Linked DNA regions of Mus musculus: all the other regions are linked to region 1. The links are chromatin contacts, called in public HiChIP or PLAC-seq and promoter capture Hi-C maps. All regions are on one chromosome and are shown on one strand. The core of a region is the stretch at or near the end of the contact, and the rest is flanking DNA. Distances in the headings are between cores, read along the strand shown.

Region 1 (2,910 bases), core at 186-2,685:
AGGTGGTACCCATTGGAATGAAAGGACTTAGTCAGGGGCATACAGTGTGCTCCAGGCTGGGGATGGTCAGGATGTTGTGCTCAGCCTCTAACACTCCTTCCAACCTGACATTCCTTCTCACCCTTTGTCTCTGGCCAGTAGAATACAGGAACTCGTTCCTGTTTTTTTTTTTTTAAATTCTGAAGGTGTGTAAGTACAAAGGTCAGATGAGCGGCCCTAGGTCAAGACTGCTTTGTGGTGACAAGGGAGTATAACACCCACCCCAGAAACCAAGAACCGGAAATTGCTATCTTCCAGCCCTTTGAGAGCTACCTGAAGCTCTGGGCTGCTGGCCTCACCCCTTCCCTGCAGCTTTCCCTTTAGCAGAGGCTGTGATTTCCTTCAGCGCTCTGGGCAAATACTCTTAGCCTGGCTCACCTTCCCCATCCTCGTTTGTAAAAACAAAGATGAAGCTGATAGTTCCTTCCCAGCTCCATCAGAGGCAGGGTGTGAAATTAGCTCCTGTTTGGGAAGGTTTAAAAGCCGGCCACATTCCACCTCCCAGCTAGCATGATTACCAACTCTTGTTCTTACTGTTGTTATGAAAGACTCAATTCCTCATCTCCCTTCTTTTAAAAAGGGGCCAAAGGGCACTTTGTTTTTTTCTCTACATGGCCTAAAAGGCACTGTGTTACCTTCCTGGAAGGTCCCAAACAAACAAACAAACAAACAAAATAACCATCTGGCAGTTAAGAAGGCTTCAGAGATATAAATAGGATTTTCTAATTGTCTTACAAGGCCTAGGCCTGTTTGCCTGCCAAGTGCCTGCAAACTACCTCTGTGCACTTGAAATGTTAGACCTGGGGGATCGATGGAGGGCACCCAGTTTAAGGGGGGTTGGTGCAATTCTCAAATGTCCACAAGAAACATCTCACAAAAACTTTTTTGGGGGGAAAGTCACCTCCTAATAGTTGAAGAGGTATCTCCTTCGGGCACACAGCCCTGCTCACAGCCTGTTTCAACGTTTGGGAATCCTTTAACAGTTTACGGAAGGCCACCCTTTAAACCAATCCAACAGCTCCCTTCTCCATAACCTGATTTTAGAGGTGTTTCATTATCTCTAATTACTCGGGGTAAATGGTGATTACTCAGTGTTTTAATCATCAGTTTGGGCAGCAGTTATTCTAAACTCAGGGAAGCCCAGACTCCCATGGGTATTTTTGGAAGGTACAGAGACTAGTTGGTGCATGCTTTCTAGTACCTCTTGCACGTGGTCCCCAGGTGAGCCCCGGCTGCTTCCCGAGCTGGAGGCATCGGTCCCAGCCAAGGTGGCAACTGAGGGCTGGGGAGCTGTGCAATCTTCCGGACCCGGGCCTTGCCAGGCGAGGCGAGGCCCCGTGGCTGGATGGGAGGATGTGGGCGGGGCTCCCATCCCCAGAAGGGGAGGCGATTAAGGGAGGAGGGAAGAAGGGAGGGGCCGCTGGGGGGAAAGACTGGGGAGGAAGGGAAGAAAGAGAGGGAGGGAAAAGAGAAGGAAGGAGTAGATGTGAGAGGGTGGTGCTGGAGGGTGGGAAGGCAAGAGCGCGAGGCCTGGCCCGGAAGCTAGGTGAGTTCGGCATCCGAGCTGAGAGACCCCAGCCTAAGACGCCGCTGCGCTGCAACCCAGCCTGAGTATCTGGTCTCCGTCCCTGATGGGATTCTCGTCTAAACCGTCTTGGAGCCTGCAGCGATCCAGTCTCTGGCCCTCGACCAGGTTCATTGCAGCTTTCTAGAGGTCCCCAGAAGCAGCTGCTGGCGAGCCCGCTTCTGCAGGAACCAATGGTGAGCAGGGCAACCTGGAGAGGGGCGCTATTCTGAGGATTCGAGGTGCACCCGTAGTAGAAGCTGGGGATGGGGCTCAGGCTGTAACCGAGGCAAAAGTTGGCCTATTCCTCCTTCCTTCTCCAACAGTGTTGGAGGTGGGATGATGGAGGCTAAAAGGCACCTCCATATATGTTACTGCGTCTATCCAACCTACTTTAGGGAGGTGCGGGCCAGGAGAGGCGGGAAGGAGAGAAGGCCTTGGAAGAGAGGTCATTGGGAAGAACTGTGGGGTTTGGTGGGTTTGCTTCCACTTAGACTATAAGAGTGGGAGAGGAGGGAGTCAACTCTAAGTTTCAACACCAGTGGGGGACTGAGGACTGCTTCATTAGGAGAGAGAACCTAGCCAGAGCTAGCTTTGCAAAAGAGGCTGTAGTCCTGCTTTGCTCTAAAGCGCGACCCGGGATAGAGAGGCTTCCTTGAGCGGGGTGTCACCTAATCTTGTCCCCAACGCACCCCCTCCCAGCCCCTGAGAGCTAGCGAACTGTAGGTACAGAACTCGCTCCCATCTCCAGGAGCTATTTTCTTAGACATGGGCACCCATGCATTCTGCCTTCTGGTACTCTCCCCTCCCTGGGAAGGGGTGTAAGGTTCGACGGACCGTGGCCAGGATGCCGAAAGGCTACCTGTGCGGGTCTTCTGCCATGCTGTGTCTGTGCGGACATGCCAGCAGGGCTAATGAGGAGCTTGCGATACTCCAAAGGGTTCGGGAATTGCGGGGTCCTTACACGCAGTGGAGTTGGGCCCCGGGGACTCAGAAGGTTTCCCGCCACGGCTTTGGTTGATAGTTTTTTTAGTATCCTGGTTTATGAACTGAAGGTTTTGTGAGATGTTGAATCACTAGCAGGGTCATATTTGGCAAACCGAGGCTACTATTAAATTTTGGTTTTAGAAGAAGATTCTGGGGAGAAAGTGAAGGGTAACTGCCTCCAGGAGCTGTATCAACCCCATTAAGAAAAAAAAAAATACCAGGAGATGAAAATTTACTTTGATCTGTATTTTTTAATTAAAAAAAATCAGGGAAGAAAGGAGTGATTAGAAAGGGATCCTTGTGAAGTTGAAATTGAAACA
Region 2 (2,910 bases), core at 181-2,680, 850 kb after region 1:
GCTGGTCAATTTCAAGGTTGATTGCATGGCCCCAGTTCCAGCAACTGCACTCTGGTTTGGTCAGGTCAAACAAGGGCTTGCCATAAACATTGCTTCACCACCTCAAACTTGTTCCCGTATTTCCTCCGATGGGAAGTAAGTACCTATGTCCAGCCTCTGTAATGCCACTTTACAACTTGCTTTCCTGGTAAGGTACTTTCTGTGACCCCCCCCCCCCTCCTCGTGCCTGGGATAAAAGTCTTCCTTCCTTCCTTTTTTTTTTTTTAAGATTTATTTATTTATTATATGTAAGTACACTGTAGCTGTCTTCAGACACTCCAGAAGAGGGAGTCAGATCTTGTTACAGATGGTTGTGAGCCACCATGTGGTTGCTGGGATTTGAACTTCAGACCTTCGGAAGAGCAGTCGGGTGCTCTTACCCACTGAGCCATCTCACCAGCCCCCTTCCTTTTTTTTAAAATACCAATTATAGTGGCTTTTAGGCAATTCGTGATTACTCTATTAACTATGTCTGTGGGGTAGGGAAGAAGTTGATTCAATAGTGCCAAAATGGTGGTAAGGAGATAGAGATATGAGGGCATAGACAGAGCCATAAATGTCTCTGGGAAGTTTGACTGGGAAGGAGAGGATGGCTGCAAGGAATGGGAAAGGGCGGGGCATTCTGAGCCATCCTCCCCTCTTCCCCCTCTTCCCCCCCCACCCCGCTTCCCCCTCTTCCCCCCCCCCCCCGCTTCCCCCTCTTCCCCCTCCCCTCCCCCTCCCCCCTCTCCCCTACCCCAGACCTGGCCCAAGAGGGAGGGAGGAGCTGAGCATAGTACATGCTGTGAGGGAAGGATCACCATGTCCAGAAGAGACTCGGGAGTCCCTGAAAAAGAGTCCAGAGTTCACAAATAGAGACCAGGAGGGCACGGGATGCAGCTCCAGGTGGACCAGCTTCTAATGGAGATCTGGGTGCCTCTGCACTGCAATCCTCTTAGGGGCTTGAAAGAGAGTTGGTAGAGCAAGGCAAGCGGGCTACTTCCTGAAGGCTTCGGCTTCAGTGAAGCACAGAAGTCATTCGAGGAGAAGCATTTAGGCTGTGTGGACAGGGGGCCAAGGTTGACTACTGAAGGGCAGTGAGGGGAGGGGTTACAGACCCATACCTATGAGGACATTAAGGCAGTACACAGCTTGTTTACAGCACAACATCAGAAGCAGCACATTATTGAATATTCATGTGGCTGGAGAAATGCATCAATATTTATCTGTGATGTTTATGTTCTTGGATCTAATGGCCCTCTAAGAGAGTTTAAGTTTCTTGGAAGCATAGACCCAAGGCAAGGTACACAGCCGGGGGGTTCTTTTACTTACCCTCTTTCGATCTTTTATTCATGCAGTAAATATTTATGGAGTATTAGCCATGTGCTGGGCACTGTACTCAGTTGGAGTGTGGCTATGAAGAGCCGTGCCTGTGGGATAGAGGGAGATGCCTTTCTTCTAGGAGCTCAGATTCTGGGTTCAGAGGTGAGCAAACAAACAAAGGCATGGTGACTGCATGGTCGTCTAGGACAACAGAAGCAGGTGGGGAAACACAAGGTGAACAGACAGGAAGGACCTGCGGCTCCTACTGAGTGTGCTGCCGTAGAGCCTTCCAGAGCTGACTCACACATAGCCAGAGAGGATCCAGGAAAGCCTGCAGGCAAAGGGATGGTGTGTGGTAAGACAGAAAGGCAAGGAAGCTTGCGCGATGTGACACAGACAGCAAGAGATCAGGAGGTCAGTTCAGGCTGGATCACGTGAGGCTTTTCAATGATGGCTGTCATCTGAAGCACGCAGAAGGCGGTTACTGTGAGAGTTACGGATTGGGAGGATTGTTCTGGGGACTGGGTAGGAAGTAAACTGGAGGGACATTGGAGAAAGCACATTGGAGGCTACTGAGTGCACGATCTCGATGAGATGACCTGACCATAGCTTAAACTATAGAGGGACGGTGGGGATGGAAAATGGAGGCTCAATTTGTAATCTACTCCAGACACAGACTAGCAGAACTCAGCGTTAAGTGGGTCACTGTAGAAGGGCAGAAAACGAAAGCAGAAGACCAAGCTTGCCTCCTCATTTTTAAGTTACACAACAGAGTCGAAGGTACCATTTGATGATACGAATGATACAGACATTGGTGAAGAAGTCCAGAGTCTCACCCTGAACAGAGCACTCTGAAATGTTTCCCGTGGGTCTGAGATTCTGCAGCATCAAGAGCGGGTCTAGACAAGAAACCTGGGGCTCAGCAGAATGGCCATCTTCAGCCTCTAAACAAGAAAATCATCTAGAGAGAGAATTTTAAAGAAGAAGATGGCACAAAAAAAAGAACCTGGAGCTGGGTATGGTGATGAGCACACCTTTAATCCCAGCACTTGAGAGGCAGAGGCAGGAGGATCTTTCTGAGTTTGAGGCCAGCCTAGTCTGCTGCCTACACCAAGGTGGAGGTACCGGGTGATATGAGAAACAGTTTGAGTGGGATGGTCAAAGCAATTGTCAAAGGTGAAAGCCTTCTATTGTAACCCCTTGTAGTTCTTAGCTAAGACTATAAAGACTATCAGAAGCAAAAAGCAGGATTATTAACACCACACTTAGTGAGCATCACACAGAAGCCTCCTGAAACACCTCCAGGCAGAGCCTCAGAGCTCTGGCTTATACAACAACTTCCAGCAAGATCAAGAAATTAGAGTGGGGTGGTGGCATATACTTGTAATGCCAGCCTGCAGACATAGGAGGATAGCGTGTGTTACCCAAGGGACAAAGGCAGAAGGGTTTTGAGTTAGAGACCAGCTACATAGACAGATCTTTTCTAAACAAACAAACAAACAAACAAACAAACAAGCACTAGGGGTCAAGAGATGGTTCAGCAATTAAAAGCACTGGCTGCTCTTCCAG
Region 3 (2,910 bases), core at 192-2,691, 580 kb after region 1:
GAAAGAAGGAGGAAATGAGATGAGTGTGTGTATGTGTGTGTCCATCTGTCTGTGTCTATATGTGTGTCAGTGTGTGTCTATGTGAGTGTGTCATTGTGTGTGTACCAGTTTGTGTGTCAAGGTATGAATGTATATATGTGTGTGCCTCTGTATGTGCATCAGTGTGTGTCTGTGTGTCTATGTGCGTGAGTCTATGTGCCAGTGTGTGTGTTTATCTGTTTCTATGTGTACCTGTATGTGTATCTGTGTGTGTCAGTGTGTGCATGTGTCAGCATGTGTGTACATGTGACTGACACATATATCACCTCTAGTCTGAGACCACTCAGAATCCTAGGAAAAGGTCAGGAAATGCCTATTATGATGAAATTTCTGCCTAAACCACATAGGCAGTAGGCAATTGGTTCAATGTCATCGAAACTCTTACATTTTTTAAAACCAAAGAGAAAATTAAACCTAGAGTTATATATTAGTCTGAGGGCATCTTCACTATTCTGGCCACATGGCTTCTCCGGGCTTCAGTTTGCCAAAATGAGAATAATTTCACAGTTCTGGATAACCCCAGGACTGATAGAAGGATGAAATAAGATCATGTATGGGGTGCCGGGCGTGGTAGCACATGCCTTTAATCCCAGCACTCGGGAGGCAGAGGCAGGCAGATTTCTGAGTTTGAGGCCAGCCTGGTCTACAGAGAGAGTTCCAGGACAGCCAAGGCTATACAGAAAAACCCTGTCTCAAAGAAAAAAAAAAAAAAAAAACCAACAAAAAAAATCATGTGTGGGAAATGCCTTTTAGCTATACAAACAGAAGGGTTTTTGTCATCATTATTATTTATTAAACTCAATAAACAGCAAGGGCTTCTAACACATTGTTTTCTCTCCAACATCTAAAACATCTTTTGTTAAAAAAGAAAAAAAGAAAGAAAGAAAGCTTTTCCAGCAGCATAACGGAGTTATTTCTAAAACACACACAGCATCTTTACAATGAGAAAGAGAATCTAAGGACTGCCACGGGATAGAGTTCCCGAGACAGTGCTAATCCATTCAAAGCCAGTCTATAACTGTTCACCTGCATCAACAACAGCCAATCTCCTCACTGTCAGTGTGCATACAAAGGGGAGGGTAATCTTTCCCGCACTTTCAAACACTCACTGTTTAGAAGAATTAGGAGAGAACTGCACCCCACTTGTTATTCACATTTTTGCATTATCTCTTTGGTCACAACTTTCCCTCCTCCTATTGTCCCACCTGCTCTCAGTAAGTTTATAAAACAGGCTCCTTGCCTCTGGTTCCTGGCTTCTATGCCCAGGTCCTGCAGGGTGTGGATCCCCTTCCAGATATCAGAACCCTGGTGAGAGAAAAAGGAGAAGCAGGTTGTGAGGGCTGCTGCTAGCCTACATATGGTGTCATTTAAGACCAAATAACCTGAACTTTAGGGAATGTGCTTGTGTCAAAGGATTATATGTCAGACCACACCCATGTGCATGGGGGTGGGGTTCCCCTGAAGGCAATGGATGTTCCCACTGTCAATCATCCTATGGAAAGGTCAATGCTGGGTCAAATAATGATGGTTTGAACAAATAGTCCAAATGCTGAAGTCAGGGAAAACCTTTTCTCTGCATCGGGATTTGATTTGGTAGGCACTGGGGAAAGGGGACTGCCTGGTACTATTCCAGCCACAGACACTGACACATTCTAGGCCACAATCAGGATATTCCAACAGAGGGACAGAGGGGCAGCTCTGTGAGAGCATGAGCTATTCTATTATTTGCAAATAAACAGGTTTTGGGAAATGTTACCACTAAGCCTTGGTGTGGTACCTTGGATAAACAAGAGTGGCCCCAGTTAACAGGAGCAGTGACAGTCATTTCCATTAGGATCCAGCTGTGCTGCAGAGGGCAGAGAGGTCTCAGGGCCCTCAGAGATGATGCTGGCAGCCACTTCACCCTCTCATCAAGATCAGCTCTCCAAACCTGCCGGTATCCAGGCCTGAGTGTGGCCCAGTTCACCACAGGCTAGGGAGAAGGTCTCGGGCGAGATTCTGAATTTCTAGCAATTTCTCAGGTAGTACCAATGTGACTAAGGATTAAGCTCTCATCCATGAGCAAAGTCTTCACTCTGACTTGCTTTACTTTGAAGAGTGAACAAGAGTAAAGTCTCTGCAACCCAATGCTGGTAGACAATAAGTGTGACTACATTTATAAATGTCTGAACCCCTCAGAATCGGTAAAGAGAAAAAAGATTCTTTTGACATGTTTACCAGCTAGATTGTGTAAACTAAAAAACCACAGAGCACATTACCAGGGACTAGTCAAACTGGACTGCTCTGTACCACCTAAGCCCACACATCAGCTAGTCACTGATGAATACAGCAAGACATTCTGAACCTCCCATTTTAGTAAAGAAGACCAACCATGATTCAATCAAATACCAAAAAAAAAAAGTGAAATTATTGAAAGTCAATATTGACTGTCAACTTGACAGGGTCTAGAATCACCTGGGAGACAAGTGTCTGGGTGTGCGGGGGGGGGGGGGGGGGGGGGGGGGGGGGGGGGGGGGGGGGGGGTGCGATGGCTGAGATTACCTAACTGAGATGGGAGGACCCATTATGACTGTGAGTGCACCACACCAGGGGCTGGGTTACAGACTGAATAACAAAGAGAAAACAACAAACTGACCAGTATGCATTCATCACCGCCCACCACCCCACCGCCCCCCCCCAACCCATCCCTGCTGCCTCCCACACAAAGTGACCAGCAGGCTCGCATCCCTCCCACTGTGCCTTCTGCTGACACCATGGAGGCTTCAGTGGTTTGAATAAGAATGCTCTCCACAGCTCTGGCATTTAAACACTTGGTCCCAGTTGCTGACACTGTTTGGGGAGGCTTAGGAGGTATGGCCTTGCTGGAGGAAG
Region 4 (2,910 bases), core at 294-2,793, 550 kb after region 1:
CTGAGATTTGGGGTTGGCCCATCAATTACTTGGGAGAGTGTTGTTTGATTTCCATGTATTGGTGAATTTTTTTCCAAGTACTTGACTATTGTATAGCAATTTCTTCTACACGGAAGCAGTCCCTTCCTGGAGAGAAATTCATCAGGAAGACTCAAAAAGTAAATGGAACTTCTGAGACTCAGTCAGAAAAATAACTCACAAGTCTCGGGACATTCCTAAAACTTACCAGATTCACAAGGTCCCCTCCTAAAGGTTACACTAGCGCTAACAATTGCTAAGGGGAGAGGAGAAGTGATCCTCCCTCCAGTCAAGCATCACCCATACCCTGTGAGCAAGCTCAGGAAACTCATCCCTGTATTAAGCTGGACATTGGTAAATCTGCAACTTTGGTCTGTTGCTGATGATGTATGGGGAACAGATTTGTTTATGACTCCCAGGGAGTCACACAGCAACTTCTTTATTGATTCCGGATTTAACTCCATTAGACACCTTCCATTGTAAGTACTTTTAAGTATCCAACCAAAGCAACTCCTGAGCTTGGGACAATAGCTCAGTGGTAGACAGTTGGCTTGACTTCTATGAGGCCTTGGTTTGATCCCAAGTACCACAAACTGCTCTTTTTGCAATTAGAATCTAAAAGTAAAACCCAAAACTGAAAAGCCTGAAGTCAAATAAACTTTTAAAACTAAATGAAGGAATGAGCTCTAGAAAGAAGAAGGGGTTTTGCCAATACCCTACACCGCCAACCTATGGGATTCTCCCATTTCCTATTTGACAGCTACAAAGTACCTTCAAATTTACACAAGGAACACCTAGTTTTTATAACTTACAAATACAAGCAATAACAGAGAAAATCCGATATTTTTAGGTCAAGAAATGGTGGAGAGAGTGAAGACGAAAACAGCTGGTTGATCCAACCTAGTTTCGTGTGATTTTAAATAACAAGACCTGCCCACTTCCCTTTGCAGCTTTGTGGAAATTGTGTAAGAAATATTTTCCTGACATTCGGGCTGAGCTTTCCTCTCCTCAGTTCCATGTCAGGAATAACTGTGCCTCTACACACCACCCCAAACATTTCCTGCAGCACCTGCAGATGTCTGCTTATCCCCCCTTCTCATTCTTCATCCAAGTAAAACATATTTAGGCCTCTTAATCTATCCCCTTAAGCTATTTATTATACTTCTGAATATATTCTCTCTCTGTCTAAGTCACTCAGATGCCAGCACCCAACAGGCTCACACTTGATGTCACATACGTGGTTTCTACACTTATGCCTCCTGGCACTTTATTTGGAGTGTGAAGCCCAAATAATACTTAACTTTTTAAAATCATAGACACTCGCTTTCCATCACCAACCGCAGGTGGCTTCGAGTCTTGCTGCTTTCCAAGTGCTGAACCTTGGGCCCCGTTGGGTGCCTGTCATTTGGATTATATCCTCTCAGAAGTCAGAAGTAAGCAAGTTCATTCCCTGGCACCCTCGGCATTCCTAGCAGCTCATCTGGTGTGGCGCAACTATTCGCAGCTCAGGAATGCCAAGCTTACAAGTGCACAGGCTCTTTCGGAGTCCTGCTGGAGTGTTCCGGTTATTTCTGAAAGGTTAACCAACCGACACCCACACAGACCCTTCGATGGCTGAACAGATTCCCAAACACAAGCCTAACTGCTATTTTATGTGCCCTTTAAACACCACCTAAAACTTTAAGATGCTCTTAACTGTTTGTGTATTTCTCAGTATTAGTTAGCATACAAAGCATTGGTCTCATTAGGACATGTTCAAATAAGATTGATTTTTGCTGATTCTCCTCCCCATCTCTTCTCCCCTATCCTGCTGTCCCCGCAATACCTTCCACACATATCCCAGTGGACTCTCTTCTCCTTTTCTGTCACACAGGTCCTATTGTTCTTCCCTCATTTCCTCAACACTACTTCCTTTCCTGTGTCCTCTCTCCAGTTTCATATACTACATCTATACTTACACCCAGTTGTATGCACTTATATAAGCTGAAATTCACATATGAGAAAGAATTTGCGATTTTTGTCTTTGCAAGTCTTAATTACCTTGATTAATATGCTTTGCGGTTTTTTCCATTTTCCGGAAAATGTCAATCACATTTCTTTACAGTTGATTAAGATTGGATTGTGTATTTATTCAGTTTCATTACACATTCATCTTTTGGTGGACATCTAGGCTGGTTCCATCTCCTTGCCATTGTGGGTAGTGTGGAAATAAACATAAATATGCAGGTATCACCATGGTAGTATTGCAGTACTTTAGCTAGAAGCCCAAAAGTGGTATACCTAAGTCACATAGTGGTTCTAGCTTTTATAGTTTGAAGAACTCTTCACGGTGACTTTCATAGTGGCTGCCTAGTTTCCGCTGTCAATAGCAGTGAATAAGTGTTCCTCTTTCTCAACATATCTGCCAACATCTGGTTTTGTCTATTTTCTTAATGACAGTCTTTAGGATGATATTCTCTAAAATTCTCAGTAGTTTTTAGATCCCTTCTTAGAAGTTCTTGGACCCTCTCAAGACTAACATAACTGAGAATTTTAATCTGGCTGACCTCAGTAACTCAGTCTATGAAAGACAGCTGAAATATCATTCAGTTGAATTCCACTAGTTGAAAATGTAATGTTACCTGGACTGAAATTTATCTTTGTCCTGAGGATGGAGATTCCCTAAGCAAATAAATACTATGTAAGCAGGGTGGTACAGTTTCATGTGGCCTAAAAAATAATTTTGCCTAAGAATAGTATTGCACAATGTATTTGAATATATACTCTATGAAAAATGTCTTATATATTCATTAAAACAGACTTGGTAACATATCTACTTAAAGAATGTATTAAGAATTAATCTAATTTCTATAGACACAAAAGGAGATTGCATTGATTTTTCAATGGAAACAT

What was found. Promoter capture Hi-C pulls out the DNA fragments that hold promoters and counts their contacts. HiChIP or PLAC-seq counts read pairs in DNA pulled down with a chosen protein or histone mark.
Region 2: a promoter capture Hi-C map of hippocampal neurons shows a contact between it and region 1, with 3 times the contacts expected there. The contact joins the promoter of 4930527F14Rik here to the promoter of Bmp4 in region 1. A contact is called at or near these places in 3 of 39 promoter capture datasets (hippocampal neurons and liver), 1 of 484 Hi-C or Micro-C datasets (embryonic stem cells) and 2 of 115 datasets of contacts at active chromatin or transcription factors (both in embryonic stem cells).
Region 3: an H3K4me3 HiChIP or PLAC-seq map of craniofacial prominence shows a contact between it and region 1, with 2.7 times the contacts expected there. The contact joins the enhancer-like site here to the promoter of Bmp4 in region 1. A contact is called at or near these places in 5 of 39 promoter capture datasets (cranial neural crest, hippocampal neurons, liver and 1 more) and 6 of 115 datasets of contacts at active chromatin or transcription factors (craniofacial prominence, embryonic limb bud, fibro-adipogenic progenitors and 3 more).
Region 4: a contact with region 1 is called in a promoter capture Hi-C map of second pharyngeal arch cranial neural crest, with 4 times the contacts expected there. The contact joins the enhancer-like site here to the promoter of Bmp4 in region 1. A contact is called at or near these places in 6 of 39 promoter capture datasets (the C10 cell line, cranial neural crest, hippocampal neurons and 3 more), 8 of 115 datasets of contacts at active chromatin or transcription factors (craniofacial prominence, embryonic fibroblasts, embryonic limb bud and 5 more) and 1 of 9 other capture datasets (liver).

The regions. Positions count from the first base shown.
Region 1 is chr14:46,389,194-46,392,103 of GRCm38.p6, reverse strand. Bmp4 (bone morphogenetic protein 4) reads left to right here and starts at 1,435. Exons shown (of 4, transcript NM_007554.3): 1 at 1,435-1,800. Gm15222 (predicted gene 15222) reads right to left here. Exons shown (of 1, transcript NR_166856.1): 1 at 2,822-2,910. RefSeq lists promoters at 346-1,752, 1-1,752, 1,803-2,910.
Region 2 is chr14:45,542,230-45,545,139 of GRCm38.p6, reverse strand. 4930527F14Rik (RIKEN cDNA 4930527F14 gene) reads right to left here and starts at 1,430. Exons shown (of 7, transcript NR_045809.1): 1 at 1,351-1,430; 2 at 783-865. It overlaps Gm41144 (a long non-coding RNA gene), which reads left to right and starts at 1,741. Exons shown (of 4, transcript XR_003951187.1): 1 at 1,741-1,755.
Region 3 is chr14:45,812,467-45,815,376 of GRCm38.p6, reverse strand. No RefSeq gene overlaps it. Among named protein-coding and RNA genes, the nearest start is that of A530076I17Rik, 150 kb to the right of the region's middle. Within about 2 kb of position 1,441, at least 2 of the 459 cell types and tissues checked have an H3K27ac peak or open chromatin away from gene starts, as enhancers often do. A contact at or near this core is called in craniofacial prominence, where this site is marked.
Region 4 is chr14:45,835,819-45,838,728 of GRCm38.p6, reverse strand. No RefSeq gene overlaps it. Among named protein-coding and RNA genes, the nearest start is that of A530076I17Rik, 170 kb to the right of the region's middle. Within about 2 kb of position 1,543, at least 3 of the 459 cell types and tissues checked have an H3K27ac peak or open chromatin away from gene starts, as enhancers often do.